Linked DNA regions of Mus musculus: region 1 is linked to region 2. Evidence: chromatin contacts called from public HiChIP or PLAC-seq data. All regions are on one chromosome and are shown on one strand. Each heading gives the region's core, a stretch centred on a gene start, on an enhancer-like site or on the middle of the called end of the contact. The rest is flanking DNA. Distances are from core to core; before and after follow the strand shown.

Region 1 (6,756 bases), core at 3,626-6,125, 450 kb before region 2:
AGCGGGACGACAGAAAATGGACTCACTCATGACAGTGTGGACAGGAGTCCAGAGCAAAGATTTTTGCAAGAAAAGAGAGGTGTCTGTAGTGACTCAGGGACCCAGGAGCCAGGCTCACTGTTTGCTCTGGCTGCAGGAGCTGCCGTCCAGCCCTGGGCTCAGTCAGATCCTGGGAGACATTGGTGTGATGGAGAGGCAGGCATTTGGCACCTGCTTCCTCCTCAGGACACTCCCGCTCCTTTTGGCCACCTCCCGTGTCACTATGTCCCATGTCCTCACCTTCTCCAGCAGTTAGAGTAACCCTGAGGCTAATACACTTCATGAAAGAGGGGCAGGGTGGTTAAGAGGGTACTCCAGCTTCCTGCCTTATTGTGGGACAATTATGAAGGAAGCCCCAAATTATCCCAAAGAGAAGCAGTTCTCAACTCCTGGGTCACAGCCCCTTTAGGGAGTTGCATATCAGATATCTTACACTTCCAATACTTACATTATAATTCATAACAGTAGCAAAATGACAAGTATGAAGTCGCAACAAAGTAATTTTATGGTTGGGGGTCACCACAGCATGAGGAACTGTGTTAAAGGGTATTAAAGCCTTAGAAAGGTTGAGCCACCAATGGATGGTTCGTAAGATCTGAGGACAGCGAGGGTAACTGAGGGGCTTGGCTGGCTTGCTCAGGGTGGGTTGAACATCCACAGCGCCACTCACCAGAGTCTTCAATGCGTGAGCCCACAGGCCCCAAATTCACAGAGCAAGAAACAAAATCGGAGTTCTCCCTGAAAAGTTCTATCATCATTAGTTTTTTGTTTTGTTTTTGTTTTTGTTTTTATGTCAACTTGACACAGCCAAGAGTCGTTTGACAGAGCTGGAGAGATGGCTCAGCAGTCAAAAGCACTGGCTGCTCTTTCAGAGGACCTGAGTTTGATTGCCAGCACCAACATGGTGCCTCACAAACACCTGTAGCTCCGACTCAGGGAATCCAGTGCCCTCTTCTGACGTCTGTGGCCACTGCACACACGTGGTGCACAGACATACATTCAGGCAAAACACCCATATTTATAACAACAACAACAAAACAACAATGGTTTTTTAAAAATTAAGGAGTCATTTAGGGTGAAGGAGTCTCATTTAAGGGATTGGTCAGATCAGATTGGCCGGTAGCTCTCTGTGTCTATTGGGGAATTGATCATTGATTATTGATTGATGTGGGAAAGCCCAGCTCACTCTGGCTAGTGCCGTTTCTGGGAAGGGTTCCAGGACTGTATAAGAATGCTGTTTGAGCAGGAACCAGAGGAGGGTGAGGAGGCAGTGGGCAGGACTCCTCCAGTCTCTGCTTCAGTCCCTCAGACTGCGGCCTGGGAAGTGTGAGACGCAACACAGCCTGTGCATTCAGTCAGCGTTTGTCACAACAGCAGAGAGGCCGACTAGGCCTCCTCCCTTCTCACTGCTGATTCTGAGCTCCCCGAAAGCTGTCTGGTGAAGTGCTGGAGACAGGAGGCTCAAAGCTGGAACCCTTATTTTTCACAGCTCTGGAGATCAAGGGCAGGTGGAGCTGGTTTCTGATGAAGCTTTTCCCTGTCCCTCTGGGTGTGTCCCTCTGGGTGTGGCTGCATTCAAATGCTGTTTTATGCACGGTCATGGGTTGAGGAGATGCGCAGTCAATAAAGTCCTTGCGGGGCTATTCCGAAAGGTAACCCCCTTACAGAACAGCACTGCTAGATAAGCATAAAGAACTGAGTTTGAATCCAGCACCCACGTACCAAAAACCAGGGGTGGAGGTACGCACCTCTAACTCCAGGGCAGAGACACGTGCACAGGGTGGGGTGGGGGTGGGGCTCACTAGTCTAGCTCAGAGGGCCATATCCAGGCGTAGTGAGAGACCGTGTCTCAAAAAAAAGTCAGGTGGAGTCCTGATTGAGAAACACATCCTGATGTCACAGCCTGGCTTCCACAGACATCTTTGTGCATGTGCACACATGTGACATGTGCACACACATGTGCTCTCACCTACACACACACACCAGAAAAAAAAAGGAAGAGTGATTTGTAATGAATTAGATTTTCCCTAATGCCCTCATTTAGCCATATACCTCATGAAGCCCCCATCCCCGAATGGTCACCATCTGAGGGTTAGATTCTGAGGTATGAATGGCAGGCACACCAGCCGATCACAGCGTTCCCCATGGATCTTTTATTTCAAATATGGTGGCTATTCATTTTGGTTTGGGGACCAATCAAATGCAGAAAGGGTTCCATGGATGGGACAGGGCTCTCTTAGCCAGACCCTTTCTCCCTTAGCGTGCCCTTCACTGCTTTCAAATGTCAGGGGCATGCTGGCCATCTGTTGCTCAGGCCTGGCTGTGAACTCAACCCCCAGTGAAGTTTTAAAATTCAAATCCCCTTGCAGAATATTAATTCTGTCCGCCTCCTTCCTATCCCAGATCCCAAAGGAGTTGACGGTAATTGAGACCCAACAGTCTTCTCACAGGCCAGCTTGGGTTCCCAAGGTGTAGGTGCTGTGGAGTGCTTTTATTTGCATTTTAACGGCTTTGCATCCCCCCCACCCTGAGCCCGGGAGGGGCCTGAACACTTTCCATTCCACCTGCTGCGGCCTGACACAAAGCTCTGTTTGTGTCCCTGTGGCTGTGGGGAAATGGCTAACCCTCTGCACCACCTCATCCACCAACAGGCCACAAAAAGCCCAAACATGAGGTGCAGATCAAAACAGGCCAGGCTGTGCCTCTGCCAAATCAAACAGAGAGGAAACAAGCCCGAGCCTGCAGAGAAACCAGATTCTCCTGAAATGGCGGCTGCCTGCTGTGTCTGAAAGGCCTGCTCCAATAAAGCGGCTCCGAAAGGCCCAAAGGACCCCCATGGCCCTCATCTCGGTGGTGGTGCCAATAAAATTCTCAGAACATCCAGGCCGCAGGCCCTGTAGGCACTGCCCGGACGGACGGACATAAACCAGCTATGAGCAACTGGGGAGTGGGCGGGAAGAGGCCTGCTCCTCACAAGACCCACCAGCCAGCCAGCAGCCCACAGGCCAGAAAGTAATGGAGAAGCCATTAGGGAGAGAGGGAGGCTAAGGTAGCTAGGTGGGAGGAGGGGTCTGCCACCTCTGCTCAAAACCAAGCCCAAGCCGTTAATTCCATAGGAGCTGCAGGAAGGAGCAATGGCCGCTAGCAAACACAGGCTCCTAAAGGAATCTATGGGGGAAGCGGCCTCAGGAAACAACTGCAGACCTAGAGGCTATAAACTCAATTTTGAGGGACTCAGTCTTGAGACAGTGTCTATAGTCCACAGAAAGGGAGAAGTGTGTGTGTGTGTCTGCTTGCATATATGTGACTAAGAATCCAGTCATTGGACATACGAGTTATGTGTGTGCACCCCTGTCTTCATGTGTACAGCTGACCCTCTTTATTTGTGGGAACATGGAATTGTCTATAGAGCCAGCCACCTGCCGAATTAGCTACCTGGAAGACAATGTAGTTAGAAAATAGTATTTGCATCTGTGCACTCTCATAGTTCCCTGAGCAAGACAGCATATTTATATAGCGTTAAAGTGCATGGGAGGGTGTGTACAGGTGGAATACCGAAGCCGCATCATTTACATATGGGACTCCCATATCCGTAGATTTGGGTATCTGAGGGGATTTTAGAACCAATGCTCCCTGGATACCAAGGGAAACTGTGCAGTAGGTGTGGGTATGGAGAGAGTACATGCACACATGTGTATGCATGTTTATGTGTCTGTAGAGGTCCCGAGCTTAATAAATCAAACATAAGACATATAGCTAAATTTGGGTTTAGACACATACAAAAAAAATAGGTTTTGATAGGAATATCCACCAACATTTCATAATAATATACTAAAATGTATCTTTGTTATTTTACAGGCAAAAATCAACTCGAATCTCTTAGTTTTGTTTATTATATTTAGTTTGAAAAAAAGAATGACCCCCTCCACAGAGACAGACAGACAGACAGACAGACAGACAGACACACACACACACACACACACACACACTCACACCAATACACAAAGTTGTCCTTGCAGAGGTTTGAGTGAAGCGCCCAGCTAGCCTAGTTCAGGGCTGTGACATAAATTCCTGGAGGCCATCACACACTGGGATAGAATCCAGTCTGTCACCTGGAAAAGAGCCAGGAGACTTTCTTGGTGAACGGTAGTGGAGAGGGGAAGCCATTTGCCACCTGGACAGTCTGTGCCTTGGCCCTCTGCAGTGCCCATGGCTTGCCGGCAGCTTCATAACTAGCTAGACAGGGCAGCCAGAGGATGTGTCTAGCAAGTGAGGCCTCCAAGGGTCCACTCTAGGGCCCCAGTGGGAGATCACAGACCTAGTAGGAGATGGGAGAAACCACTGGAGCCCCCCCCCTCCCCCGTGATCTGTGCCTCTTTCCTTCAATGTGGCAAACCTGTGCTTTATGACAGACAGGGGCTAGTGTTGGAGGTCAGCTTCCGACACTTGGATAAGGACACACCGGTCATCCTGGCACCAGAAAAGTCCATTTAAGCACTTTTGGCCCTGCCTGTGTGACAAGCTTTCGTTCCCTGTGCAAAGCAAGGACAGTTTCCTATCTCACAAGAGGAGGATTCAGGGTGACTTTATCTGGGCATCTCTCTCTCACACACAGGTTGATAGATAAACGCTGCCCTCTGCAGAGATGCGAGGGCACTAGAAAGGGACTAGGAAGTCTGTGGCCGTTCTGCCCTAGTGGTCCACAGCAGAGCCCACGCAGGGAGAGTCAGCGGCCTCCAGGCTTCTCTGTGCATCCAGTGTACACGCCCACCTCTGCCCATGGCAAGCTCAGGAAGTCCTTCCTGGAGAGAAAGTGGCGGCTCCCTGGAGAAGGAAGAGGAAGGCTCACAAGCACAAGCCCCGCCTCCTCAGAGCCAGAAAGGTAGGTGGATGTGCAAACGCCACTAGCTCACCGGCTTCTGTTTCCCCAGAAGATACTAGATTTTAATCAGAGAGACAGAAAGATGAACCTGGCTGGACCAAAGAAGGCAGGAGATGGTAGAGTGCGGGGAAAGTGACTTTTCCGGCCTGGAGTGAGCACGGAGACTATCTTCACAATGTGTTCTTCGCCTGGAAGGTTCTGTCAAACCCGCTGATGAAGGCACCTCATGGCAACCCTCAGAAACCCCAAGTAATCAGCGCCAGCAACCCACACTCTCCAGGAGGGGGCACTGTCGACCCCACATGGGCTAGCTCAAGACCTACTCAATGTGGACTGTTGTTTTAGTGAAGGCCGCTTGGACACTGCAGCCCTCCCAGAATTCCCAGCGGCTTGTAGGCTGCTCACATCAGCCCTTTCTGGCACAGCCCAGTCATTTCTTGCTTCGTTAAGGGCTGACCCTAGCCATCACTGTCACGGATACCATTTACTGAATGTGTCAGGTACTTTGGACTTTACCCAAACCCACAGGAGTCCTCTGGCTGGCAGAGGCGTGTGTGTGTGTGTGTGTGTGTGTGTGTGTGTGTGTGTGAGAGAGAGAGAGAGAGAGAGAGAGAGAGAGATTATTCCTGTTTTACAGATATGAAAGGCAAAATCTCGGGCCACTTAGGCAATAGTCAACTGCTCACAGGGCTTTTCTCTATTGACATGTCTTTCCAGTCCGTGCTCCAGCCTCAGCTGCTGTCCTTGCATGGAGCTGACCACCGCTGGCGTCAAGGACATCCTTGGCTAGCTGTCCCTCATGTGTCACCCAGAGCACTTCAAATAGCCCCCCTTCTCTAACTGAGCCCCAAATCAGGACTGGGTGTTGTGGGACCAGGTAGAATGCAACCTTTTATCTTGCCTGAGGGAAATCTATCAGCCTCCTGGAGCAGGTAACACTCCTACTTCAGAACTCTGGGGTCTGGCCTAGAGGACCGAGCACTTTCTGAACACGATGCTTCATATCTAAAATGGGAGGCCCAGAGAGCTGGCTTGCTGTCTAAAGAGCCCAGCAAGCACAAGACAGACAGCAGGTCCTGCTTCCTTTTTTTCTGCTCCAGGGGATGTGCTACAATGTCTGCACACATTTGATGGTCACATTGAGGAAGGGTAGAACTTCTGTGATCTGGTGAGCAGCGGCCAGTGAGGCTGCGGCACACTCCCCCCCCCCCATCCCCATAATGTCCCCCCCCCCCCCATGATGTCCAGGACAGTCCAAGGAAACAGGACTGCTTATTCCCACAAACACATGGTGGGCTTTGGAGACCCCTGACTTAATCCTGTCATTTTGCCTTGGAATCTTTCACAGGGGCAACTTGGAGCTCAGACTGGGAGATGCGTGGTCTGGTATACAAGGTCACATGTCACAGCTCAGAGGGACCCTGTTTCAAGATCCTGAAACAGTAATGACAACACCAGTTGAGAGAGACTCATGGGCCTGACTCTGGAGGTGGCAGGGGTGGTTGGCTGGATTCTCTTATGAACCTCTAATAAGTAAAATGTTTTCTGTAGAGGCGCAGAGCAGTCAGACAGCCTGTCCAAGATCACACAGCCCTCCCATGCAGAGTCCAGATTTAAGCCTAGAAATGATAGAATCCAAAGCCTACATTCTTTCCATACCTGGCCACCCCCCTGCAGAGTTCCCACATAACACACAGGCCCCTCGCTTTCCAAAACAAACAGGAGCGGTCTGTAGTCTCCATTCTTTCGCAGGCTTGTCATCTGTGCTCCTGTGAGACCAGCGTTTTCCAGTTCTTGGTCCATCAACCCTACCTGAGAACTTGGCTGTCCCTAAG
Region 2 (6,682 bases), core at 2,077-4,576:
GTCTTGCTAGGCACTCCCACAGGCCTGGAACTTGCTATGTCAGTTAGCTAGCCTTGTATTGGCAGTAATCTTCCTGCCTTCTGATATCAAAGTGCTGGGATCCAAATAAGTGCCACCACACTGTGTGTGTAGGTACCAGTGGAGGTCAGAAGAGGGCATCTGATCCCCTGCAGCTGGAATTAAATGCAGTTGCCAACTGCCCAAAGTGAGCTTTAGGAACCAAACTCGGGCCCTCTGAAAGAGCAGGGCATTCTCTTAACTGGGGAGCCACCGCTCTAACCCACCTTATTACAAAGACAGCCATCCCTTGTTTTGAAGCATGGCTTCCTCCGAGGTGGAGTTACAAGGAGTAGAACGGGGTGATAGTTCCATCTTTCATGGCACCCGCCATGTTTGTTTCAATTGCTTGCATGTCTCAATTGTTGGGACAGTTAGTGGGAAGCCCAGTGGGACACTGGGTATGGTATCTGTGGTGGTCTGCATAAATTTGGCCACCACAGATTCATGTATTTGAATGATTGGTGTATAAGGAGTGGCACTAATAGGAGGTATGGCCTTGTTGGAGTAGGTATGGCCTTATTGGAGGAAGTGTGTCACTGTGTAGGTGGGCTTTGAGGCTATATATATGCTCAAGCTATGCCCAGTATGACATGTAGTCTCTCCTGCCTGCCTTCAGATCAAGATGTAAAACTCTTGGCTCTGTTTCCAGCACCATTTGGCCTGTATGCCTCCCACCATGGTGATAATGGTTTAGATCCTGAAACTGTAAGCCAGCCCCGGTTAAGTGTTTTCCTTCATAAGAGTTGCTGTGGTCATGGTATCTCTTCACAGCAATGGAAACCCTAACTAAGATGGTATCCCATAGCTTGCTCTTCTTCTGCCTTCAAACTTTGAAGTTCCCAGGTTGGTGTGTCTTCAGGCTGAAATGACACTTGCAGAATATCCAGGCACTGTCCCCTGGATGTGCCCAAGCTCACACTACATTTGTAAAACAGCATGACCTAATGACTCTGTCTCAACAAACAAAACCAACCAACCAAACACAAGTTCCTACTCTGATTCTTCTGACACCACCATGTCCTCTGTTTTTCCTGTCATAGCTTCTATTTTTTTTTAAAATTTATTTTATTTTGTTCTTTCCGGTTAACATTACATTGCAGCCATTTCCTTCAGCAGGTGGTCTCCTAAGCAATGGGAAGAGGAGGCTGCCTGTCACTGTGTGCCCCATGGCTGTCCAGTGGATGATCTTCAGACACCCCCATCAGTATGGATCGTTCCTGGGGAGGCCTTAAGAGCCCATCTCTCATATGATTCTGGAAAGCATTTGTAAAGCATTTTCCAATTTCCATGGTGAATTTATGTCAATGATGGCTTCCCACTTTCCCTGTGAGCTAGGGTCCTTAGGAAAAAGGCTCAAAACAGAGGCCAGAGCAGGGCAAAGAGAATGAACATTCGTATTGACTCCCTGGACAGCTGCCAAATTGTTTTCAATCCAGCAGTTTGGCAAACATCTTGAGAGGCTACTGTGTGTGGTGGTTCCTAACCAGGACCAACAAGTGGGCCTATTTCAATGCTGCCCAGAGACTGGTAGCACAACACGGAGGCTTGCTGGGATCCCTGCTCACACTGGAGGTCTGATCTGAATGTCACCCTGGGATTTGAGTTGTGAGCTTATGCCCCTTCAGCATCAGCCGTCCCTAGTGCATGGCACTTTACAAATCTACCCTTCCACCCTGCTCTGCTCTGTCTTCTACAAAACAGAAGGGTTGGGGGAGTGAAGGGTTGTTCTATGAGGTGGGATAATACTAGTTGTAATTCTAGATGGAAAACACACAAGAGCACAGAGCTGAGCTGGGGTTGTAAGTCTTAGCACTCGGGAAGTAGGGTCAGGAAGATCCTGAGTTCAAGGTCTCTCTAGGCTACATAGGGAGACCTCTGTCTGAAAAAGACAACATATAAATAATCATTCACTTAATAACTATATACGCAAAATATCCTAAATAAATTAAGAGCATACTGACTCCAAAAGCCTTTGAAATAAATTGTAGACTTGGGTCTCTGTATCTGTGGAGCCTGCTACCACAGATCAAAAATATTTGGAAAAAATGAGCTTACAAGCCAATTCTATAATCATAGCACTCCGGAGCTGAGGCAGGAGGATGGCAACTTTGAAGCTATCACTCCATGTCCAACATTTAGGGCTTTCAACAGAATCTTTTAGGTTTAGGTGGTCCTCCCCTCCAGCTCAGTAGCCTGCAGCATATGTAGCATCTCTATTGGGCTGGCTCTACTCCATACCTGCAGCTTTCCTTGGCAGATGACCCATGGTCTCCCTCACTGTGGACCTGGATGATGGCTGCGAGCAGTAGCTGGGCTGTAACCTGAGTGCTTTTATTTCCTTCTCCATCAAACGGACTAATCTATTGCTCCTTTGTTCAGTATCCTTCAAGTTTGTAGGACACAGGCAACACACAGCCAGGTTATTTGCCTGAATATCATCACATGAATGGCCTCCAGCCCAGTTCCCAGTATAGTCTTTACTCTCCTCTGAAGCTTCCTGACCAGGCTCTGCTGTTCACTTCTCTCTTAGCATTCTTGTCTTCAAAATTCCCACCAGATCGGTCCATTAGGTTCTGCTTATCACATTCTACAGCTTTCCAAGCCCAATACTCTGACTTTCCCATATTCTTTCCCCAAACCAGTTCCAAAGGTCTTTGAACTGCCTGCTCAGGTACAGCAGGGTAACAGTCCACTTCTCTCTACACCAATTTCCAAGTATTAGCCACTTGCCTTATTGTGGCAACAAAATACCTGTCAAAAGCAACCCATAGTAGGAGAGGTTGGTTCTGGTTCAGGTTGGTTCAGGCTCACAGTTGGAGGGTTCAGTCCCTCACAGAGGGGTGTGTGTGAGTGTGACAGTAAGAGCCGCAGGCCACTGGTTACATTGTATCTGCAGAAACGAACTGGTTACATTGTATCTACAGGAATGAACTGGTTACACTGTATCTGCAGAAATGAACTGGTTACATTGTATCTACAGGAATGAACTGGTTACATTGTATCTGCAGAGATGAACTGGTTACATTGTATCTGCAGGAATGGAGCCTGTGCTCACTCAGCTTGGTTTCTTCTTTCTGCTCAGTCTGAAACTCCAGCTAATGGAATGGCGCCACCCACAGCTAGGGTGGAGCTGCTCTCCTCAGCCAGCTCAATCCAGAAAATCCCCCTTAACTTCCTCAGAAGTTTACTTCCAGAGTGATTCTACTCCTTCTATCAAACCACCCAGGATAAGCATCACCTTTGTGGTGTTAATGCTGCCTGCTGCATCCAGTGCTTATGGGTGTCCCTGGGTTGCACCAGGGAGGCTGCTTACCCAGTCTGGTCCCATGCAAGCACACCCCACAGTGCTCTGAAGACAAGGAGCTTGCCCAAAGATGTGTTTCTCAGAGTGCATTCCCTTGACAAGCGGCACAGGGATGCATGTGTGGAGATCATGTAAATTACACAAACACATTTGCAGAGACCACTCGGCTTCAAACTAATGAAGCTGCCCCGGGCAATGGCATCATAGGACTTCCTGTTTGTGTGAATAATGAAGTGTTGCCGGCTGCCTGGATATCGAGCTCAACAAGAGCAAAATAGGAGTCCATGCTCTATCCACCCTTTGGGGAGGAGGAGGGAGGGGGGAACCTGTTTATGAGTGGTCTCATGAAAGTGTGCACTGTACTCATCAGCCCCTCCCCTGCCCTACAGCCTTGCTGGTGAAGGTTAACCCATCCTGGCTATTTCAGCCGGCTCCAGGGGCTATGGGAGCTCAGACTAACTAACTCTGTAAACTCTACATTCTGGAGTGTTCCTTGATGACACATTCTCAGAACTGACCTGTTGTCCTTTGAGGCTGTTTCATAGGGTGGTCCTAGACTTTATGGAATGTTTAGGGGCCCCAAGCCTCTTACCCAGTAGTCATGCAGACACTTCCCAAGCCCCAGAGTACATTTGGGGCTCTGAAAATGTTCTTGAATTAAAATTTAAAATCAGAAGGAAAAAATGAACATAACAATAAAGGATGTGTAATCAGGCATGATGTTGAACATCTAGAATTCCAACACATGGGAAGTTGAGGCCAGCCTGGGCTACATTGTATGTTCCAGGTAAAATCTGTGCTGTAGAGTAAGACCTTGTTAAAGAAAGAAAGAAAGAAAGAAAGAAAGAAAGAAAGAAAGAAAGAAAGAAAGTCACCTAGAAGCAGCCCTGGCAAGTGACTTGGCAGCTAGGTAGGATTCTCAGAGTGGACACTTATGAGCTGGGTTTTGTAGGTTTGTAGGTCAGCTCAATGGTATTTATCTCCATATCAACTCAATTGTAAAATAGAATTTTCTTTCATGTTTTACAGAAGAAGGGTCTCACTGAAGCCAGTGTGTGTAGGGCCCCCCAGAGTCCTATACCCACTCTGTCTGTGCTCACTAGCTGCTTTCTCCTTCCCAGCTGTGACAAGCAAAGCAGCTCCAGTCACGAGCAGGTGTCCTCTGGGGAGGGGTGTGTAGAAGATCTACCAGTTAAGAATTAGTGCCTTAATTAATTAATTAAAATTTGGAATGGCAGGATGGATCAGTGAGTTGAGGCACTTGTCACAGTGACTGATGGCCCGAGCTTCACCCCAGGGGATCACATGTCAAAAAGAGAGGGACTCCTGGAAGTTGACCTCTAACCTCCACGTGGATGTCACATGACACTCATCCCCAAAATAAACAAATAAGCAAGATTTAAAAAGAGAGACATTTTTCTTTACAAAGCCCAAGTGACTGCCAACCATTTTAAACATTATCTTTATTATTTTATGTCTCCGTATTTTTGACTGCATGTATGTCTGTGTACCCACGTGGGTGCCTGTGGAGACCAGAAGAGGGTGTTGGATCCCCTGGAACTGGAGTTACAGATCTTCGTGAACCACCATGTGGGTGCTGGGAATCAAACCTGAGTCCTCTGAGACAGCAGCCCGTGCTCTTGACCACTGAGCCATCTCTCCAAGTCATGACCAGCCATATCTGCAGCCTCCCAAATGCTGTGATTATAGGTTCGTGCCAACACACCTACTCCCAAATTATTGCTTTTTATTAATGAGAAAAATGATCATCATTTACGCAATAAGACTGTCCACGGGGCCCCTCCTGAGTACTGGTCTTGGAACCAGAAGAGAACCGGGTGTTATTGTCTCTGTCTCTGGAGGTTTTGGAGATTGAAAAGGAAATAGGTGACTTGGATAACAGGTGACTTGGATATCCTGGGATGCCTGGAGACCCATCAGCTCCTGGTCACCTAGAAGCAGCCTTGGCAAGTGACTTGGCAGCTAGGTAGGATTCTCAGAGTGGACACTTATGAGCTGGGTTTTGTAGGTGAGTAGGAGTTCTTTTCAGGTCAACAAGTAGGAGACAGTCCTTGGTCAGCACAGAGATGGATACTGGGTCCCACAGACTCTGCCTTCTCAGTTATTGCAAACTTTTGAGGGAGGGACAGAGGCCTCCTTTGTAATAAGTAAAATAGGTCGGTATTTAGTTGCCGGAATCATGGAAATACTCATTTCTTCTTGAATGTTCCGAAAGATTCATGTCTTCTGTCGGCACCAACAATAACATACGACGTGAAATGCCACCGGCCCTGGCACCTCGTCCAGCCCCGTGACGTCCAATTAGAAATGAGCGTCGATTTCAGATTTATCAGATTCCAGTTTTGACTTTTGTCCAGGAGGGAACAGGGATCCAGTGTTGTTCCAGGCTTATATTTCACCTTCCCGAGGAAGGAAAGGAAAGACACACGTCGTCTTGACAGGATGCAGAGCTGGGCTCCGAGAGAGGCGCCCTATTTCATAACAGGGCTGCTGTCTTGAACAGCCCCACCCTGTGGGTGCTGGTTAGTCTCTGGGCCCCGTCATGCCCGAGATGTGAAATAGAATGCAGTCATGGGCCGCTGGCAAGCCCAAGACTAAGGGCATCTGCCAGCTGCTGGGCTAAGTGGGCTTGGCTCCGGGTGCTTGTCCTTTTAAATGAGAGCGGGGAGCTGGGAGGGGCTGGGGTTAGGAAACCTTAAAATTAGCCACAGTTGCCTTTGCCAGAGAAGAATGGTGGTAGCTCTTCCTGGGAAGTGGGGGCAGTGGACCCACCAGAACTCTTCTCCTTTCTTTGAGCTGTTCTTCTTTCCAGGAGTGGTAGATCTTTTCCTCCCCCAGGAGACAGGGCATGCTGGGATGGAATCCAGGACCTTGGATATTCGAGGCAAGCACTGTACCACTGAGCTAAGTACCCCCAGTCCTTGTTTTATGTTATTTGTCTTTGTTTCTGAGAAAAAGTATGGCTGCTTAACTCAGATTCCCTGAACTCATGTTGTAACCCAGGCTGGTCTTGAACTTATGATCCTGTTGTTTCAGCCTCTGAGTGCTGGGATTACAAGTGTGTACTACCCCACAGGAACAAGTCTCAGGAACTATTATTAACAAAAGTAGTCCCTCAATAGTCACACACACAGATGCATACAGATGCAGACACACACTGACACACACAGACACACACAGACACACAGACACACACACACACACACACAGATACCCATGGACGCATATAGACACAGGCACACAAAGACACAGACACACACACAAACACACTTGAACACATACACACATAGATATAAG

What was found. HiChIP or PLAC-seq counts read pairs in DNA pulled down with a chosen protein or histone mark.
Region 1: an H3K27ac HiChIP or PLAC-seq map of embryonic stem cells shows a contact between it and region 2, with 4 times the contacts expected there. The contact joins two enhancer-like sites. A contact is called at or near these places in 1 of 15 datasets of contacts at CTCF or cohesin (embryonic stem cells), 2 of 484 Hi-C or Micro-C datasets (bladder smooth muscle and embryonic stem cells), 10 of 115 datasets of contacts at active chromatin or transcription factors (craniofacial prominence, embryonic basal ganglia and embryonic stem cells) and 1 of 9 other capture datasets (embryonic trunk).

The regions. Positions count from the first base shown.
Region 1 is chr12:104,897,465-104,904,220 of GRCm38.p6, reverse strand. No RefSeq gene overlaps it. Among named protein-coding and RNA genes, the nearest start is that of Clmn, 36 kb to the right of the region's middle. Within about 2 kb of position 4,875, at least 21 of the 459 cell types and tissues checked have an H3K27ac peak or open chromatin away from gene starts, as enhancers often do. A contact at or near this core is called in embryonic stem cells, where this site is marked.
Region 2 is chr12:104,449,740-104,456,421 of GRCm38.p6, reverse strand. No RefSeq gene overlaps it. Among named protein-coding and RNA genes, the nearest start is that of Gm40562, 19 kb to the right of the region's middle. Within about 2 kb of position 3,326, at least 6 of the 459 cell types and tissues checked have an H3K27ac peak or open chromatin away from gene starts, as enhancers often do. A contact at or near this core is called in embryonic stem cells, where this site is marked.